4 separate regions of the Mus musculus genome follow, and all the other regions are linked to region 3. The links are chromatin contacts, called in public Hi-C and promoter capture Hi-C maps. All regions are on one chromosome and are shown on one strand. Each heading gives the region's core, a stretch centred on a gene start, on an enhancer-like site or on the middle of the called end of the contact. The rest is flanking DNA. Distances are from core to core; before and after follow the strand shown. Region 1 overlaps Gm36228 (a long non-coding RNA gene). Region 2 holds the start of Enpp3 (ectonucleotide pyrophosphatase/phosphodiesterase 3). Region 3 holds the start of Smlr1 (small leucine-rich protein 1). Region 4 holds the start of Arg1 (arginase, liver).

The links. Promoter capture Hi-C pulls out the DNA fragments that hold promoters and counts their contacts. Hi-C and Micro-C count contacts between places; a contact is called where the count stands out from the background.
Region 1: a Hi-C map of liver shows a contact between it and region 3, with 2.9 times the contacts expected there. The contact joins the enhancer-like site here to the promoter of Smlr1 in region 3. A contact is called at or near these places in 1 of 39 promoter capture datasets (embryonic stem cells), 3 of 484 Hi-C or Micro-C datasets (all in liver), 1 of 115 datasets of contacts at active chromatin or transcription factors (hepatocytes) and 1 of 9 other capture datasets (adipose tissue).
Region 2: a contact with region 3 is called in a promoter capture Hi-C map of liver, with 7 times the contacts expected there. The contact joins the promoter of Enpp3 here to the promoter of Smlr1 in region 3. A contact is called at or near these places in 3 of 39 promoter capture datasets (liver and pre-B cells), 1 of 115 datasets of contacts at active chromatin or transcription factors (hepatocytes) and 1 of 9 other capture datasets (adipose tissue).
Region 4: a contact with region 3 is called in a promoter capture Hi-C map of liver, with 6 times the contacts expected there. The contact joins the promoter of Arg1 here to the promoter of Smlr1 in region 3. A contact is called at or near these places in 7 of 39 promoter capture datasets (embryonic stem cells, hippocampal neurons, liver and 3 more), 1 of 484 Hi-C or Micro-C datasets (liver), 1 of 115 datasets of contacts at active chromatin or transcription factors (hepatocytes) and 3 of 9 other capture datasets (adipose tissue, embryonic stem cells and macrophages).

Annotation. Positions count from the first base shown.
Region 1 is chr10:24,950,574-24,953,488 of GRCm38.p6, forward strand. All of the region lies in intron 2 of Gm36228 (a long non-coding RNA gene), which reads right to left. Among named protein-coding and RNA genes, the nearest start is that of Gm36228, 7.9 kb to the right of the region's middle. Within about 2 kb of position 1,263, at least 12 of the 459 cell types and tissues checked have an H3K27ac peak or open chromatin away from gene starts, as enhancers often do. A contact at or near this core is called in hepatocytes and liver, where this site is marked.
Region 2 is chr10:24,834,729-24,838,033 of GRCm38.p6, forward strand. Enpp3 (ectonucleotide pyrophosphatase/phosphodiesterase 3) reads right to left here and starts at 1,467. Exons shown (of 25, transcript NM_134005.2): 1 at 1,288-1,467. The coding sequence starts at 1,365.
Region 3 is chr10:25,534,817-25,538,044 of GRCm38.p6, forward strand. It overlaps Smlr1 (small leucine-rich protein 1), which reads right to left and starts at 1,456. Exons shown (of 2, transcript NM_001195596.1): 1 at 1,145-1,456. The coding sequence starts at 1,271. It overlaps Gm29571 (predicted gene 29571), which reads left to right and starts at 1,570. Exons shown (of 4, transcript NR_136909.1): 1 at 1,570-1,853; 2 at 2,457-2,584.
Region 4 is chr10:24,925,998-24,929,098 of GRCm38.p6, forward strand. It overlaps Arg1 (arginase, liver), which reads right to left and starts at 1,473. Exons shown (of 8, transcript NM_007482.3): 1 at 1,315-1,473. The coding sequence starts at 1,371. It overlaps Gm40616 (a long non-coding RNA gene), which reads left to right. Exons shown (of 4, transcript XR_001779741.2): 3 at 965-1,776.

The DNA of each region.
Region 1 (2,915 bases), core at 13-2,512, 580 kb before region 3:
GCTCCTGTGTCCTGCATGTTAGTGCTGTGTGCTCCCGTGTCCTGCATGTTAGTGCTGTGTGCTCCCGTGTCCTGCATGTTAGTGCTGTGTGCTCCTGCCTCCTGTACTGCTGATGCTGTTTTTCAGTCCTGGCACTCAGCAATGCTCACTGAATGGAGCGCTAAGACTGTAACTCACCAGCGTTTCTCAGAGTTGGGCTTGTGGTCCACCTGTAACAAACTGCCTCATGTACCAGTTTAAAAGTCTTGCTATGCAATGACTCTTCTCTACCCAAGAAGACTTGATTCTGTGATTTCCCAAACTTCCCCAAAGGCTCTGGTGCAGGTGGAAATGGAGAATCACTGGATAGGGCTGGCATTGTAACTGCCCATCCTCATCCAGATCTTTAGTGAGAAGAGGTGCCGTTTCCTACTGGGCTAAAAGTCAAGCAAAGTGTAGTACAAGGAAGTGCAGTGCAAGGACTCGACTTGATCACATCACATGTTCCTTTGAGATTCATCTTTGAATGTCAGCTTTCCCAAACAGATGGCTCATTTCTTACCAATCAGTTCTCAAGAGACAATTCTACCTTCTCACTAAATCAGGGTTGTGTGTGTGTGGGTTTGTGTGTGTGTGAAAAATACTACCTGCCACAGTTGCTAACAGTCAAACTGAACCCGAGCTGTCCCTATGGAAGAGAGAAACTAGGCCAGCTCTTCCTGGGTGATGGAGACCATGAATAATGCATATAGAATGCACCTACTTCTCACGTGGGTCTTATTGTGATAATATTTCCAATTATGTTAAAGTATAAGAACTGTAGGGAAAAACAGAAGGGAGCATATCAAAATATTAATCATTGTGTGTTCAGCAACTTCTGTTTTCCCCAGTAGAGAAGGGTAGGTCCCCATCAAGGAACAATTAATAAAATATCCACTCCCAAGATCAGATAGTAAGACTCATTCACACAGAAAGTCCCTGCTTGGCCTGAAGCTGTGCTCATTTATATGAGTGTAGTATAAGCCTCAGCACTCCATCAATCATCACAAGTCTGTCATGAACTTGAGTGTGGGAAAAGACAAGGAGGCATGAACAAGCATGCTGGAATCTTTGACCCACTAGATGAAGTCAGAAACCCTGGCTGGCCCTAACGGTTATTAACTTCAGTTCTAGAATGTCATTTGCCAGGAACTTTGTTGGATCGGGCTATGGTTTACTGTCCTACACGGTGAAACTGCCCAGGGAAGTGCAAGGTGATTCTCTTGGGAAAGAAAAGCAAACAGATTTGGAACATCTAGTGCTGTTTGACTTTTCCACCTTTGACGCTGAGCGCAGAGGATCAGAGCCGAGAGGCATACGTGTTAGACCGTAACACTTCAGGAGTAGCCATTTGTGTAATATCTAGTATAAGGTGCCATGGGTGGCAGATTCCCTTCTCGTAGGGCAGGGAGTTCCTTGTGCTCTGCCTCCCCCAAGGCATCTAGATTTGCCCACAACACTGCTCTGCGTTGATGCTGACTGGGCAGTTATGACTGGTCTTTCCAGAAGCCTAACTGGGCACACACTTACTTTCAGTGCTGGTGAGGCTTGGACCTGACTTTTCACTATAGGGATGATGATGATAGCGAAGAGCGGAAGTGTCACAAAGCTCTGTCCATCCCGGAAGGGCCTAGTGAACCACGACAAATACGGTGGATCAGGAGATGTTGCCATCTCTCTTTAATCTCTTGACGATCCTCTCTGCTCTGGCCCTGGGCATACAGGTTACAAAGGTCTCTCCTGTCCTCCCACATGTCTAAAGGACAGTCCACCAGCACACTGGCTCCATCTCCTTTACAAGTGAGAGGAAAGCCCAAACCCCTTCCTATGGCATCCTCCAGGCTTCACAACCTCACTAGTCTGTGAGATTTGCTTTTAGCTTCTAATTATGAAACCAGCCAAGCAAATTTCTCAATTATCTAGCTTAGGGCACAGAGGTCTTGCTTTAAAGGCCGAAATGAGGGAGATTTATACTTTTAAATATCATTTTTAAGAGCACAACTCCTTTCTGCACAGCTCCTCTCTTGAGAGCAGTCCACTGCGTGGCCACCTTGGCAGCCAATCAAGGAAGACACGAGGAGCCTGGCTAAGGCCTGTGGGCAGAGGGCCAAAGCTCCTTCATGTTTTCAGCAGCCATCCTCATGCACGAAGCAAGTTACGGAACTCAAAACCCCTGGTGTATTTTTATCATTTTTCAGCAGAAGGGTGAGGATAAAGAAATGTGAAGGAAATACCAAGGGTGGGTCATAGTTAATTTATTACAAAGGAACCAAGGTCAGGAGTTTCATTCTTATCCTCACTCGCTAATTATAGTATTGTCGAGTCATTACCTTTTCAAAAGAACATTTAGGTCGCTTGGGCATATATCCAGAAGATGTCCCAACCAGTAAGAAGGACACATGCTCCACTATGTTCATAGCAGCCTTGTTTATAATAGCCAGAAGCTGGAAAGAACCCAGATGCCCCTCAACAGAGGAATGGATACAGAAAATGTGGTACATTTACACAATGGAATACTACTCAGCTATTAAAAAAATGAATTTATGAAATTCCTAGGCAAATGGTTGGACCTGGAGGGTATCATCCTGAGTGAAGTAACCCAATCACAAAGGAACTCGCACAATATGTACTCACTGATAAGTGGATATTAGCCCAGAAACTTAGGATACCCAAGATATAAGATACAACTTGCCAAACGCATGAAATTCAAGAAGAACGAAGACCAAAGTGTGGACACTTTACCCTTTCTTAGAAATGGGAACAAAACACCCATGGAAGGAGTTACAGAGACAAAATTTGGAGCTGTGACGAAAGGATGGACCATCTAGTGATTGCCATATGCAGGGATCCATCCCATAATCAGCTTCCAAATGCTGACACCATTGCATACACTAGCA
Region 2 (3,305 bases), core at 217-2,716, 700 kb before region 3:
CAGGGTGGGGCCTGTCCATTTGCACAGCTGCAGAAGGCCCAGGAGCATCCTCAAGGCTCCAGGGCCAGCATAATTATGCTAATCCACAAGCCCCAGGCCCCATTGAAACCCAGTGTCTCTAGAGAAAGAGTAGGAAGTGTCCTGGGGAAAGAAACCTGAGCCTGTGTGCCTGCCCACAGGTGCCTCAGGAAGAAAAAGAAAAGAACAATCTAAAAATACATTTAGGACCCAGATTTAGCTCCCAAGGGGTTTGATTCCTTGAGTGACAAACTAAGACAAAGGTAAGGGCAAGAAAGCCGCAAGGAGGGCTGTGTAAGTCCTGGAAAGATAAACTCTGAGGAGCTACTGAGGATTTGTTGTCCTCACGGGTCATAGCTACAAACTGCTTGACCTTTCTTGGGAAACAGAAAGGAGAGCTGACATATGTTAGCCCGAGGAATCTGAGAGCAGCTGCAGCCAGCCAGATGTGAAAAAAAATACTGCATTTGGTTTTGGCTGGAGGTGCTGGGTGAGTAGTCAGGCAGGAGACATCCAAAAAGAAGTCGGAGATGATGGTGGCTTGGGTTGGGGGAAGGTATCATTTAACATCTCAGGGGAACACACAGATTGCCTAAAGAAAAGATCACTGGGTAAGAAGGATGTAGAGTGAGGTCTTGAGTAACATTCAATGAAGATAAAGATAAGTCCGTCAAAAAGCAAGTATGTCTTGGAAACGAGCGTTTCAAGATTATCCAGGAAGCAGGGGGAGAGAACGTTTTAAAAAAGAAAGAAAAAGATAAAACCCTCAACAACATTCATGTATTGTTAGGGACATTCAGATAGGAAACAGGGGAGGGGGGTGGATTAGTCTCTAAAGGAGCACTTAATTCATATGGGGGGGGGGAACAGAGCAAAGTGAGGAAGGAAGCAAAAGAAGTAATCTCCACATGGTAAATAAACAGAATGAAATGTTGATAAAGATCAACAGATCCTTAAGACGTATGTGTCAAGTGATTTCAGTTGCTAAATTCTTGCTCGTACAGTATTCGTACCAGTCAAAAATTGCTTGCGCTCTAATTATAAACACGTGGAAAACAAAATCAGTCCAGCACGGTCTCAGATTTCTGTCAGAAATGCTGGACACAATAACTTAGCATTCTAACCTAAATTGCAACACAAACAAACCTAATGCTGGACACAATTACTTCACATTCTGACTTAATAGCGACACAAGCAAGCCTAAGTGGGAAGGCAGGCACTTCAATCTGCCACCAAGCTTGTAAGACTAAAATGAACAGTTTTGCTTACCACACAAAGGATCTTGTATTTCTTGAGACTGTCTTTCTTAATGGGCTCCTCTGTGGCTAATGCTAGCCTGGAATCCATTGTTCCCGTAGCTGTGTAAACCTGTCTAGCCAGAAAATAAGGCTCTTTCTTCCCTCTGGGGAGGGAAAAAGGAACTGTCCTGCCTGCCCCAGCTGTGACTGACTTTTAAATCCGGGAGAAAAGCAGAGCTCTGTAGCGATTGGTCAATTGAAGAGGGAAAAGCCTTGTTAACAAACAGCGTTGCCCACAGAATAAAGTCCATTTCTCTCTCGGACATTGTGGACAGCAGTTCTTTACAGCTTTAGAAGTAATAATGCATACTAATCGGGATATGTAGATAGCAAGAATAGAATATTAATCACACTTATAAAAAGCTACTCATTTGTTTTGTTTTTGTCTGTGGAAAGAACTTGTGTCACTTCTTATCTCCTAAGCACCAGGATTACATCATGTGTCCCCCAATTTACAAATTGCTGGGAACTGAATCCATGGCTTCATACCAGCTGAGCTCCACCCCAGCTCGGTTGCTTTCTGGGTTTTGTTTCTGTTTGTGTGTTTGGCAGTATCATATACCATGTTAGTCAGAGTGGTTTTCCAAGCCCTCCTATCTCAATCTTCCAAAGGCTGACAAGAAGCCCTGTACAGGGAGTTTGTACATCCATATAGATGTCATGCTGCAGTTGCAAGCTAGTACATTTATTAAAGGACTGGAGGACTGGAGAGACAGCTCAGCAGTCATGAGCTCTTGCTTGCTTCTGCAGAGAAAGTTCAGATCTCAGCACCTCTGTCAGGCTGCTCAGCAGTTCCAGCTCCGGGGACCCGATTTCCTCCTCTGTCCTCCAAGGCCCCCTGCACTCATACACACACACACACCCCGCCCCCAACATACACACACACACACAATATACATTAAGTAATTAAAACAAAATAAAATGTGTTTGATTATAATAGAAATTCTGAAACTACTATAAAGATTTTTTTAATTATGAGAGGAGTGTATCTTACATTTTAGAATGTCTACAGTTTAAGAATTATTTTAAAGCAAACGACAAAATAGTATGTGTGGTGGTTTGATAGGAAGGGCTCCCATAAGCTTATATATTTGAGTGCTTAGTCACCAGAGAGTGGCGCTATTTCTAGGAATCAGATGGATTAAGAGGTGTAGTCTTGTTGGAAAAAGTGTGTCCCTTGAGGGTGGGATTTGAAGTTTCAAAAGTCCACTGTCTCCTCCCCCTCTTCCCCCACCCCCCTCTCTCTCAGTCTCAGTAGATAGATGGAGAAATAAATAGATAGATAGGTAGGTAGATAGATAGATAGATAGATAGATAGATAGATAGATAGATAGATAGATAGATAGAGGGATGGATAGATATATTCCTACCTATGGATCAGGATGCAAAACTCTCCAAAGCTACTTCTCCAGTACTGTCCAGTACTGTCTTCTCCAGTACTGTGCTCCCAGGCAAGATGATAATAGACTAACCTTCAAAAATATACCTAAGTCCACACTTACATGTTTTCTCTGATAAAAGTTGCCTTGGTCATAGTGTCTCTTCACATTGATAGACTAAGATACTATGTTTTCACTGTTTTTTGCATTATATGGTATTTTGTTAGGGTTCTCTAGAATCACAGAACTTATGGGTAGTCTCTATATAGGAAGGGAATTTGTCTGTAGTCCAACTCCCCAACAATGGTCAGCAGCAGCTATGAATGGAAGTCCAAGGCTCTAACAGCTACTCAGTCCCACAAGGCAAGCAGTCAAAGAAAAGAGTCTTCCTTCTTCCAATGTCCACAAATTGGAATCCAGCAGAAGGTGTGGGGTGTGGACCAGATTAAAGGTGTGTACCACCAAGCCTGGATCTGGGACTTGCTTTATTCCAGATGATCTTGAACTCAGAGCTCTCCCTGCCTTACTCTCCTGGGATTCATAGCCACTATGCCTCAAGATCTCCATGCCAAGTGTTGGGAGCTATTAAGACAACACTATTGTCCTGATC
Region 3 (3,228 bases), core at 206-2,705:
TTTTAAGACAGAGACTCATGTTATAGTCCAGGCTCAACTCAAATTTAAGCAAGTCTCCTGTCTCAGCCCCCTGGGTGCTAGAATCACAGCTGTGTACAACCATACCAGCTTTCAAACTTGTTTTTTTCAGTAGTTTAATATGAAACCGTCCAAATTAAGAAGCGGGTTGACTTTAGTGACGTGCCTAAAATAAGCATTAACCTTTATGGCATCTAGAACTTACTGAAAAACCAAATGAACATGCACCCTCTCAAAACACAGCTCGGCTCCAGAGCAAACAATCTCAGTCCAGGAACAAAACGCCCACAGCAGATCACCTAAAGCTTCTGAATGTATCCCGTGGTTTCCGGTTGGTTGGTTTGTTTGTTTTTTAAATCTACCCATCTTATGGAAAATCTCTGCTGCAGTCCAGATCCAATGTTTTGCGTTGGCTAAACGCCGATAGCACAATGCTTAGAACATTTCTTAAGCAGAAGTTCAGAGGCTGAAGAAGGCATACGCACATGTACATGATCATGGGTGTATACATGTGTGCAGAGTCATGAAAACCTGTGTGTGTGTGTGTACTATGAGTCCATCTTGACCTGCTGTATGCCTCACTTCACGCTTGAATCATTTTCGAGGTTCTGAAGGTTTATCTTGAGAAGGAAGCAGCAGAGATAAGATGTGGGGGTAGTACGATGGACTAGTTCCCACCTGGGCCATTCAAATCCCTTAAGTCTCTCAGCGGCACTCAGTGTCAGTGGGAGCCCAGTGCACGTGTGACTGACAGTAGTCCTTGTGAGGACTATGACATATACACACACATCTGTTACGTGGGGGAGGCAGACCGTGGACAGCATAGAGTCTGATGCCTTGAGAAATAAACAAGCAACCCTATGTCCAATTCGGTGATTCACAGTTGACTGTCTACGGGGAACCACAGTGAAGGACGCCCTATAGCAAGTGGACAAACCCTACGTACCTCATAACTTACAGAGTTGAAAGTATCAAACTTTGCCCCGTTCATCAAGAAAGGGCTGGAGGGTGGGGGAAGAAATCTGTCAATCAAACAGGTACATCTCCCCAGCTTCCCAGAGCACCTGCCGGCTTGGGTGTGTTTCAAGGATGAACCAAACCCTTCCTCGTGGGGTCTCACACTTACCTGCCATCAGTTTGATCCTGAAGTAGGCAAGAAGGAGGAGAAGCAGCAAGGTCACAGGCAGGAAGATCCCCAGGACCAGGACAGGGCCGGGGAGTTCCTGCAAGAAGATTGCCAGCACGGAGCTCATGGTCCCCACTGCTCGGGACAGGCGACTTGGCTCTGCTCTGTGGTTGTCCTTTCCCGAAGTTCTGGCCTTTGCTCATGCTTTTCCATGAAACCTGTTGTGGACTTTGCTCTGGCTTATTAGTGGAGTGAATACTGGAGCGCTGTTGGCAAGTTACTCTGTAACTCAGCTACAGTTGTAGAAGAACCGAAGAGTAAACCTCCCAAGCTGTCCTGGAGATGCGTCTTTGTCTGACAGGAAGTGGGATGGTCCTGGTAGGCTGGGGTTAAATATCTGACTTCAAACAAATGCCCTTCTCTCTATGTGTTTTCACAGAAACCCAGGCCCAGGGAGAACATTTACCCCTCTTCCTACATTTCAGAGCTGAAAATGTCGGAATTGTCATGGTAATGCCCATAGTTGATGTGACAGATACTGAGAAGGAAAAACACGCTTGCCACATGTGAAAACTGCCTGGTTGGTTCTGCTCTGAGTGCCTCTCTGGAGGGCACATTGATGGATTTGACAATCACTTAATTCTACTAGAGCCTGACCTTCAGTCTGGAAGTCAGATATACGCAGCAGAGACGTAGATGATAGCCGCAGGTGAGTGGGGGGGGGGGGGGGTCCAGACAACGGCAGGGCCCTGCCCTTTCCTAACTGCTGCAGCTCACTTTCCTCTCCGCTGTCTACTCATTTGCCTTGGCCCAAAATGCAGGCTGTTATGACAACTCCAGACTTCCAGGATAAGAGACGGCAATAAACTGGCAAATGCCAAGGTTCATGATCATCTATTGACTACCAGTGAGCTGCCTTGTACCAATTTAGGGGAAAACTTCCAAAGCTACTAGACTACTAAGGTTGACTAAAAGACTCATTTCCTAACTCAAAGGATCTTTAGAGACTTTGGAAAAGTTTGGGCTTTTTCTTTTTAAATTTCATTTTTATTTTATGTACATTAGTGTCTTGACTGCACAATATATCTGTTTGAGGGTGCCAGACAGACCCCTGCAACTGGAGTTACCTGCACTCGTGAGCTGCCATGTGGGTGCTGGGAATTGAACCTGGGTCCTCTGGAAGAGCAGCCAGTGTTCTTAACTACTGAGCCATCTCTCCAGCCTCAAGACCGAGGGAAAGTTTGCAGGAGATTGGTAACCACATTCAGGGCTTCACTTCCGACTTGTGTCCCCTCTCTGTCCCACCCCATAGGCTGCTGCTGGTGGGAAGCTGACAGAGTCCACTTTAAAGGACTGCCTTCAGTACCATCTACATTCTTCTACCTGGGACTGTGTGTGGCCATGCGGACAGGCTCTCACCTTCACTAAACAATTCAACTGGTAAGGGTAAAGGGGCCGGGGGGGGGCTTGCCTGGCATCCCTGAGTAAGTAACAAAGTTGGAAGGAGAGTGTTAGAACACCAGTATTGAGCCTGCATTCATTGAATGTATTTCCTTCTCTTCCTCTCTCCACAGAGGGCTGCTGCTGCTGTGGTTTGTGCATGCTCTCTGTTGAGATGGTTATTTGGTGCTTATTCAGCTGGGCTAGAATGCTGATTTGTAAAGTGTCAATCTTCAGAGAACCTTCATTAACTGGAGGCAAACAGGTTTGATGTTAGCCAGCTGCTAGGATGGATGTTCTGTATCCACCCACTCGGCAAGGCTTACCTGAATGCCTAGGCTTCGTTGAGTGTGGAGAAGAGGCAATGTGAATAACAGCGCTTAGCCCCAGATTCACATAGAAGCAAAGCTCTGGGGCGGCGCTGACTCGTTCCAATGAGAGGTCTGGGCTGTTCACAAAAAGTTCTCAGTGTCTGGAGCCTGAATAGCTGAAGCAGTCAGCTCAGATGCACATAAGCCCGAAGCATGGCAGGTCTGCGGAGAAAGGGAAAGAATAGACAGGGGCAGAAAGGCAGAGCTCATGTGGAGTTGAAGCTGGAAAGAGAGGTATTGGAGCTTATAGACTCTTTAGCCCTACTCAGGACA
Region 4 (3,101 bases), core at 223-2,722, 610 kb before region 3:
GCTCTTAACCACTGAGCCACTTATCCAGACCCATATTGTGATTTTTTGTTTGTTTGTTTGTTTTGGTTTTTCGAGACAGGGTTTCTCTGTATAGCCCTGGGTATCCTGGAACTCACTTTGTAGACCAGGCTGGCCTCGAACTCAGAGATCCACCTGCCTCTGCCTCCCGAGTGCTAGGATTAAAGGCGTGCGCCACCACGCCCGGCCATATTGTGGTTTTAAAGGCATCATGAATCAACAAAATACCCCCATATTCTAGTGTTCTGGGAGAGCTCTGTGGAGATTTTTCCATAGAAGGTGAAATGCTATTACTGATACCAAATACAGTCTGGGTCTCCAACCTTCCACAATTTGTATAGTGAAGAGGGTGTGTGTGTGGGGGGGGGCGGGGGGCAGATTATATCTTTAGGTTCCACAGTTTAAAAGGCTAAAGGCTGCCTGAGTCTAAAAGCCAAGAGAAAGACCCCACGTAAAACAAAAGGACCCAGGAGTCACACACCACCTTGCTTGGCTTGGATTCCCCCCGTCCTTTTTAAACACAGAGAGTTGGAGCCTAAGGCATCCTGCTATCTCATTCTAATTAGCAGCCTGAGCGTATCCACGCAGACGGGGAATGAGGAGCGCATTTAGGCAGTGCTGACATGCGTGAGTCACTTAGGCGGGCTAGGCAGAGATTTATGGATCCATTAGTCGTGCAGACCTGATGTATTGTTTTATTTGTTCTCCTTAAAGAGAGATGTAAACCCCCCACCTCCCCCCCCATCTCCCCCCCCCAACTAATACTCAAAATCATTAAGCTCAAAATACCATGAATTCTTCGCAAACTTGCAAAAGCTCTATTATTTAAGTTATCCAAATTAAAACAAGCCTAAAGGCTACCTACCACCACCCATTACATTTTTCTAAGCATGAATTACGTAACCAGACTAATGTGTTTTCTTACAATCTCTCACTCCATACTCAGAAAACATCAAAAGCACCAAGAGCCACCGTAACTATGAGAGAAACTGCAGCCCAGACACAGGTGATCTACATCCAGAGGGTTTTTCTTCAAGCTTTGTAGTGACTCTTTGTCTTGAAATGGACTTTGGCAGGATCCAAAAGTCGGCAAGCATACTATGCCACACAGTGGTGAAGAGACTTGAGCTCTAGCACCTGGAGCCCAGATGGTGCTGGGAAGCTTGTAGCCCCAAGGCAACGCCTGTTAAGTGTTAAGAATGTAACATTTCCAGCTTGCAGCTAGACCACGATGCCTGGCAAGTGTTAAAATGTAACACTTCCCAATAAATTCCAGTCATTCAAAGCCAAACTCACCTGTCCTTTTGAGAAAGGCGCTCCGATAATCTCTAAGGACTTTGGCTTGGAGCTCATGCTCTCTCTGGGTTCCAGCGGCTGCTGCTGCTGCATGTGCTCGGGCTGTCCAGCTCCTCTCCACCGGCCGTAACCCTAAAAGACAGAGGGCACATCTTTTTCCCCCCTTATAATCAGGTTGGATCTGTTTATCCAACAACTGGCTCCGCCCACCGAATGGAAGAATGACAGAGTCAACAGAACCTCCCCATCAGAGGAACTACCATTCTTCCCTCTGAGCATTATTCATCCGTCCAGTTCACACCCTTTTGAAAAAGCCAGCTGGATGACATTAATCTCTCCTCAGACAATTGACAATTATGTGTGATTTCATAACCTCATGTGAAGTGCTAGGCTTCCGGCCTGGGCACCTCAGGGCAGGGTGCTCACCTTTTCCAGGATTTAAGTCCACTGGGGACTTGCAAGGTGAGGCTAAAACAGCAAGTGGGGGGGGGGGGTGAGGGGGTGGGGGGGGTGTCTCTTACTTCCCTCCTGTTGAGCATCCTGAGTCAAGGCTTCAAGTTCTGGGGAAAGTGAGACACATTTCATGTGTCACCAGGTTACACTGTCTAGGAAAGCATGGGGCTGGTTTTTGTTTTATATTGTTGTTGTTGTTATTATTATTATTATTTACAGGAAGGCATCATTTATTTCCCTGACAACCCAAAGCAGTTCTATTTTTGAAATACAGTCTCCAGGAAAATCTCATTTTTGGAATCATGATATCCCAAGATAGGGAAAGCAAACTAGCTAATATGAGTTGTCTTTGTCGTGTGCCAAGTGCTATTCTAGTTAATGTTCTTTCGCTTCCTGTTTCCTCTTTAAACTAACTTCAGACTGAGAATCATTCTTATGCTGTTTTGCCCAGGAAGAGACTGCAGCTTGGTGAGGTTGCTAGTCACATACAGGTTGCAGAAGAATCGAAACGGAGCAATGGGCATTCTGCACCCGCCGAGCTGCCGCGATTCTAATCTACACACCAGCAGAGTGTCAGCAGGGCCCCCTGAGATCTAGGGCAGATGAGAGAGGCCAGCCGGTAACACCAAGCCCGATGACCCGAGTTTGACCCGAAGAACCCATTTGGTGCAAGGAAAGAGTCAACTCCTCCAAGTTGATCTCTGACCTCCACGTGGGTGATGTGGTCCGGTCCCTGTGTAAAGCCACCCCCAACACTAAAGAAATATTTTTAAAAGTATTAATTTAGAAGAAACACAACCAAGTATTCTCCCAGTTACAAAGTTACATGATTATAATTTTAAAAAGAAAACCCACATGTCAGAAGTAAATTTCTTTAACCTTGTGAGGACAAAAAGCACCCAGAATTTTAATACCTCAAGAAAGATTCTGTTCCCTCTACCATCAGTACATAGAATCGTTCAGTACAAAATAAACATTGACTTATTGATTGAATAAATGTATTGCATTTATTGAATGAATAAATCAAGAAGCCAAAGTCCCTCAGGACCATTTTGATACCTCCTTTTCAAATATATTTTTCATCTTACTATGTTTTTCTGATATACGGTTATAGATTTTTTTAAAAAATTGATTTATGTAAGATAGAATTTTCCTATATATTTGAAGCTAGCTAGGAATTTAAGTTTTACCTGCTCCCAGATCCCAAATGTGCACCTCTACATTTTTGTTTGCTTTTTGGAGACATGTTTTCTTTGTGTGGCTCTGGCTACCCTAGAACTAGCCCTATAGACCAGGCTAACCTTGAACTCACAGATAGCAATCTGTCACTGCCT